2 separate regions of the Mus musculus genome follow, and region 1 is linked to region 2. A link is a contact called in public ChIA-PET data. All regions are on one chromosome and are shown on one strand. Each heading gives the region's core, a stretch centred on a gene start, on an enhancer-like site or on the middle of the called end of the contact. The rest is flanking DNA. Distances are from core to core; before and after follow the strand shown.

The links. ChIA-PET counts read pairs in DNA pulled down with a chosen protein or histone mark.
Region 1: an RNA polymerase II ChIA-PET map of memory CD8 T cells shows a contact between it and region 2, with 27 read pairs. The contact joins the enhancer-like site here to the promoter of Smpd2 in region 2. A contact is called at or near these places in 14 of 39 promoter capture datasets (the 3T3-L1 cell line, the C10 cell line, the HPC-7 cell line and 8 more), 1 of 115 datasets of contacts at active chromatin or transcription factors (memory CD8 T cells) and 1 of 9 other capture datasets (pancreatic islet).

What each region holds. Positions count from the first base shown.
Region 1 is chr10:41,766,303-41,769,085 of GRCm38.p6, forward strand. All of the region lies in intron 2 of Cep57l1 (centrosomal protein 57-like 1), which reads right to left. All of the region lies in intron 1 of BC048559 (cDNA sequence BC048559), which reads left to right. Among named protein-coding and RNA genes, the nearest start is that of BC048559, 21 kb to the left of the region's middle. Within about 2 kb of position 1,274, at least 24 of the 459 cell types and tissues checked have an H3K27ac peak or open chromatin away from gene starts, as enhancers often do. A contact at or near this core is called in memory CD8 T cells and pancreatic islet, where this site is marked.
Region 2 is chr10:41,489,009-41,491,798 of GRCm38.p6, forward strand. Smpd2 (sphingomyelin phosphodiesterase 2, neutral) reads right to left here and starts at 1,332. Exons shown (of 10, transcript NM_009213.2): 1 at 975-1,332; 2 at 456-552; 3 at 267-343; 4 at 1-16. The coding sequence starts at 1,024. It overlaps Ppil6 (peptidylprolyl isomerase (cyclophilin)-like 6), which reads left to right and starts at 1,431. Exons shown (of 8, transcript NM_028430.1): 1 at 1,431-1,613. The coding sequence starts at 1,473.

The DNA.
Region 1 (2,783 bases), core at 24-2,523, 280 kb after region 2:
TGGCTTATCAGAATATTATTCCCCTTGGTACTGAGAGTTTTAAGGCTCTCCTTCCAATTCTTACAGCCAGCCCTCAGAGCTTTAACTACCCCAGCATTTGACTCATCTATCTGAGGTAAGCAAGTGTTCTAGAGGGCTGAAGTCTGCTGAGAGATCCTGACAGGGAGATCTGTAGAGTCAGCAGTAAGCCTGCACTTCTTTTCAAGCAGCCGTGTTGACACAGCTGTTAAAGTCTTAGTATGAGCAGTGGAATACGTTGTTGCCTCGAACAGGGGTGAGAACAAAACCCGATTTTCTTGTTTAGCTGAGATGGAAGCTTAACTTCATCAAGATACATTTTCCTTAAAATGTGTTTACAAAAACATGATTCCAGTTCTGCATTATTTTTCAATGCACCTCCTTTATTTCGCTGGCCAGGCCAAATCCTGAGGGCTGAGGGCCCACTGATGTCTACCTAGCAGCCAAATCACAAAGCCTAAGAAAAGACCCCAAAGCTGGGTGTGGTGACACACATCAGTTCCTCAGTGCTGGAGAGACTCAAGATGGAGAATCAAAGGTTTGAGACCAGCATTACTACATAGATAAGTTCCAGGCCAGCATGAGATACACAGAGATCCATCTCTAAAAGAACAAACAAACTCACAAACAACTTAGCTTGTAAGAGCTGAGACACAGTCTCAAACAACAACAACAACAACAACACCTATCACCCACCCTATGAGTTGGGTAAGGTATAGTGCACACACCTCAGAACTTGGGAGGCAGAGACAGGCCTACAGAGACAGAGACTCTATAGGTTCAAGGTTAGCTTGGTCTGCAGAGTGAGTTCCAGCCCAGCTAAGATAGAAAAGAAGGGAAACAAGCCACCCCATGAAACCCTGTTTAGAGGTGGCTAAGCATTACAGGTTAGTTCTTCTCCCAGGAAGCTCTCATTCCACACAGAGACTATTTGTAGCCACATCAGAACAATTCATCTCATAAAAATGACTTTTGCAGAGGATTGTGAGGCATACCTTTAATCTCAGAACACGGGCAGATGCAGGGGCAGAGGCAGACACAGGGGCAGAGGCAGATGCAGAGGCAGAGGCAGACGCAGGGGCAGAGGTAAAGGCAAAGGCAGGTGAATCTTTGAGTTCCAGGACAGCCAGGGGAAACCGATGTCAGTGTAAATGTTAGAAATCAGCGTCACTTTCAGTTTCTATTCTACCTTAGTTCCAGTTATGTCTATCACATGATAAACTTCGAGGAGCTGGAAGCGGGAAGCCCAAGGTTGGTGGTGGGAATAGATACAGTAAGTATTTGAGTAACTTGGGCCCAGACAACCTGGTGCTTCCTATGAGGCAAGATGGATCCCCAAGGCTGTTGATTGGGGATTTTAGCTGCTTTTATCCCAGAGATACCAAATGTTCCAGTATAGCTCAGACTAGCCATGGCTAAACTAAACCAGGGCCTCTTTTATTATGATCAACTTTTATCCTGCAGTGAAGGTTCCTCCTGGGCATAATGGCACAGGCTTCCTTCTGTCTTAGTACTTGAAATGCTGAAGCAAGATGAGGCCCATTGAGCAGAGACAGTGAGTTCAAGACCAGCCTGGGCCCATCCATCTCAATACGAAGCATAGTAAAACACCACCCAGGCCTGCCACCACACACGGAAACTTGTTATCCGGTTACAAACAACAGCTAATACAACACAAAGAAAGGCTGCAAAACAGCAAAGCTTAGAGAGAGGAATCTGTCATGGTAAGTTCAAATATAAACAATTTTTTTTGTATATGAACACTGCTACAATTCTCAATGAAATTACACGTTCGCCTGTAATACTGCACTGTGCTAGTTCAGACACTAGAATGACTGTGTCCAGAAAGAGATTTGACAGAGGATAAACTGTGAATACACACACACACACACACACACACACACACACACACACACACACACACATATATGTAAAGTTTGCCAATTTGATATTATCCTGGTCTACATAGTAAGTTCCAGGACAGCCAACCACTACGTCTCAAATAAAAACAAATAAACAAACAAATTAACATTTTCATATTAGCTCAGTCTTATCATTTAAGCCAAAGTTGAGATTGAAATACATGTTATTATAAGTTGCTCTTTTTACTTTTTTTTTTGAAACAGGGGTTTCTCTGTGCAGCCTTGGCTGTCCTGGAACTCATTCTGTAGACTAGGCTGGCCTCAAATTCAGAAATCCGCCTGCCTCTGCCTCCTAAGTGCTGGGATTACAGACGTGCGCCACTGCGCCCTGCTGCTCTTTTTACTTAATGTAACATAATAGATGTTTAAGTATATTATTTGATTAAAGTACAATTTTTCAATAAACATAAATATTGATGTAAGTTTTCTTATTAAGATACAGTTAACCAATTGTAATGTTAGGGATATGGCATTTTTTATGCTTTTATAATACGGTTAAAACTGTTACTGCCTACAACTGTTTCAAATAAAGCCTTTCTGGAGCCTTTTAGGACTCCAGGCTTTAACTGTTACCATATCCTACAACTAGTTCTCTCACCAAAAATACTCTATTTTAGAAAATTTCCCCTAAGCTATACCTCTTAAATATTTTTGAAAGCTACAATTGAAGAAAAAACTAGAATTTATAAAAGAAACATTTAAAAATAGTAATGAAGGGCTAGAAAGAGAGCTAAATGGTTAAGAGCACCGGCTGCTCTTCCAGAGGATCAGGGTTCAATTCTCAGCACCCATATGGTGGCTCACAACCATTTCATCCAGTTCCAGAGGATTCAATACCCTCTT
Region 2 (2,790 bases), core at 82-2,581:
ACTGCCTATCATCCCGCTGAAAACCAACTCTTGCTTAATAACCAGAAGAGCAAGGAGGGGAGTACCCAGCCAGCCCTCTTCCCCTCCGCGGTCTCCCAGCTCTACTGCTAAGATCAACCCCAGAACAAAGCCTAAGACAGCAGCCCTTGCAAGATGAGGGTGACGGCCTGCTCTTCTCACACCCAGAGGAAGAAGATCGAGGGTGCAAGCAAGAATGTTGGAGAGCTTCCTCGTCTGAGAACAGGCTGAGAACACAGGCTTTTCACCTTCTGAAGTAGTGTGCATCTGGATAGGTGAGCGATAGCCTTTGCCTTAGGTACTGGAAGTCCTGCTCACTCCACACCTGAGGAAGAAGGTGAGGATACTTGCTTGGATTTCATCCCAGACAGAACAGTTTTCCTGCGCCGCCTGCCGCCTGCTGCCCTCCTCCAACCTAGCCTGCCCTACAACCTCACCTCCTCCAGGAGAGCCAGATCAAAGTTTTCCAAGTTCAGAAAGTCTCCCAAGCGCTTCATGCGGTCCGCCCTATGTTTGCTCAGGTAGGGGATGTCCCTAAAAGGGGTGGAGGACGCAGGGGGCAGAAGAGATGGGTCAGCAGTTCAATTTCCAGCAAGCACATGACAGCTTACAACTGTCTGTAACTCCAGTTCCAGAGAATCTGGCACCTTCACACAGACATACATACAGGCAAAACACCAAATGTACATAAAATAAAAGTAAATCATTTAAAAGGAAAGACATGGGCCAGGTTTGGGACGATTACTGCTGTCATCACCTCAGCTTTGGATGATAGGGACTTTGGTGATTGCTGCAACCACCCAAGCTCTGGTCTTTAGGCGATGTGGACTTTGGTGGTTCGGGAAGGACAGGGTCTAGCTCGGCTGAAGAAGACCTGCTTCCTTCCTAGGCATGTGCGAGAGGGGACTGGAAGGTGGCTCCGAGGCTGCAGCCCACGCCTGGGAGCACTTACTTACCAGCAGTTGAGATTGAAAACTCTCAGCCGTAGAGAAAAGTTGAGCTTCATGGCTGGAGTGCTTCGGAGCAAGGGCGGCGAGGCGGATTGCGCGCACAGGCTTATTGCCCTGTCCTGCGCTGCCCCGACCCAGGAACGCGAGCTGGTTGGGGGTGGGGGGCGACTCCTGCGTTACTGGGACAAAGGCCGTCCTTCCACCCGGAAAGAAGGTCGGCTGCAAATCCCGGGCTGGCTGCGCGAGGCCGCCGGCAGTCCTGGAAGGAATCTCGGGTGGACTGTTCCAGATTCTTAGGTCCTTCGGTGGGTTCTCCGCACCGCGGCCTACAGGTTCCTCCCTTGTTCCCGGCTCGGCTTCCACCAGCAACAGGCTTGAAGTTGATGCGAGGCCCCGCCCACGAACTCACTCAGGTCCCGCCCCTTGCGGGCGTTCGGGGAGGAGCCACGCGGTTGCCCTGGCGACTCGCACTATTTGTGTTCCGGGCTCTCTGCTGTCCCTGCCATGGCCACCCAGCAGCCGTGCCGGCCCAAGTCGAAGCCCCCAGCATGTCACGTGCGGTTGCCGCCCGAGCCGCCCCTGAAGCTGAAGGTGGTGGGGCTCTTCAAAAGCTCCAGCTTTCAGGTGTCAAAGACCATCGCTGAGGTAACCCCTCGCCCCAGACGCCGTGCGCACCTCAGCCCCCTGCCGCGGTGTCGCCTGCGCTGGCGGGCGGGGGTCCACGTTCTGTCCTAGGGCTGGATGGGGGCATAGAGAACAAATGCTGGTCGCAAGGAAGGGCGACCTGGAAGAGACTCGGAGCGCGAGCGAGCGTTCGCGGGGATCCGTATTGGGAAAATGGTAATTTCGGAACACCTATGCATGGAAATGCTAGTTCACGTGAAATTTTTTATTGGATTATGGATTTACAAAATTCAAAATTACGGGAAAATATTCAAAAGCTCCAGCTTTCAGGACCATCGCTGAGGTAACCCGGTGCCCCAGATACCACCTCAGCCTCCCCGCCTCTAGTTTAAAAAAAAAAAAGAAAAGAAAAGAAAAAAACACTTGTGATTTTTTTTAGTACTTTAATTTTGGAAGGGCCTTTCCTTTATAATTTCTGTAGTTGTTTCTGCATTTTAGCAGAATCAGATACTTTTCAGATTTTTAAGAGATGTCCCAGAAGTGCTGTGAAGAATCCAAGTATGAATTTGTAAACATGTAGAATGATATTTTATGCACCAGGAAACAAACAAATGTAGCCAGGTCAATCATGCCGCAGCACGCCTGCTACCTGGAAACAGGAAAAAACCTGGGGGGTACGGTGGTGAAATACACGCAGCCCTGAGCCAGCAACTAGTTTGTTTGTGCTTGTTTTTTCCAGCTGGAGAGCAAGGGCAGTAGAATTCACCCTCAGAACACACACACACACACACACACACACACACACACACACACCCTTGCTTGCTCTAGCATCCAGAGTGAAAGTGCTGTCTTGTGTGTGTGTTGGAAGATGAAGGCTTAGTGCTTGTGTTTGTTTCTTTATTGGGTTTTTTTTTTTTTTTTGGTATTTTTGAGACATGAACCAGTGTCTTACAGCTAAAGTGGCCTTCCTTCCTTCCTCCCTTCTCTCTCTCTCTCTCTCTCTCTCTCTCTCTCTCTCTCTTTCTTGTTTGACTCTCTTAAGACATTAATATTTCCTGTGGTTGTTCCACACTGCAGGCAAAGTGTTTGCAACCTTTTTTTTTTCTTCCTGGGAAGTTCAATTAGTAAATATGTTAGGTGTTCTGGGACACAGTCTTAGACTTATGTTGAGAAAAACAGTGTGCCCAGGTATGGTAAC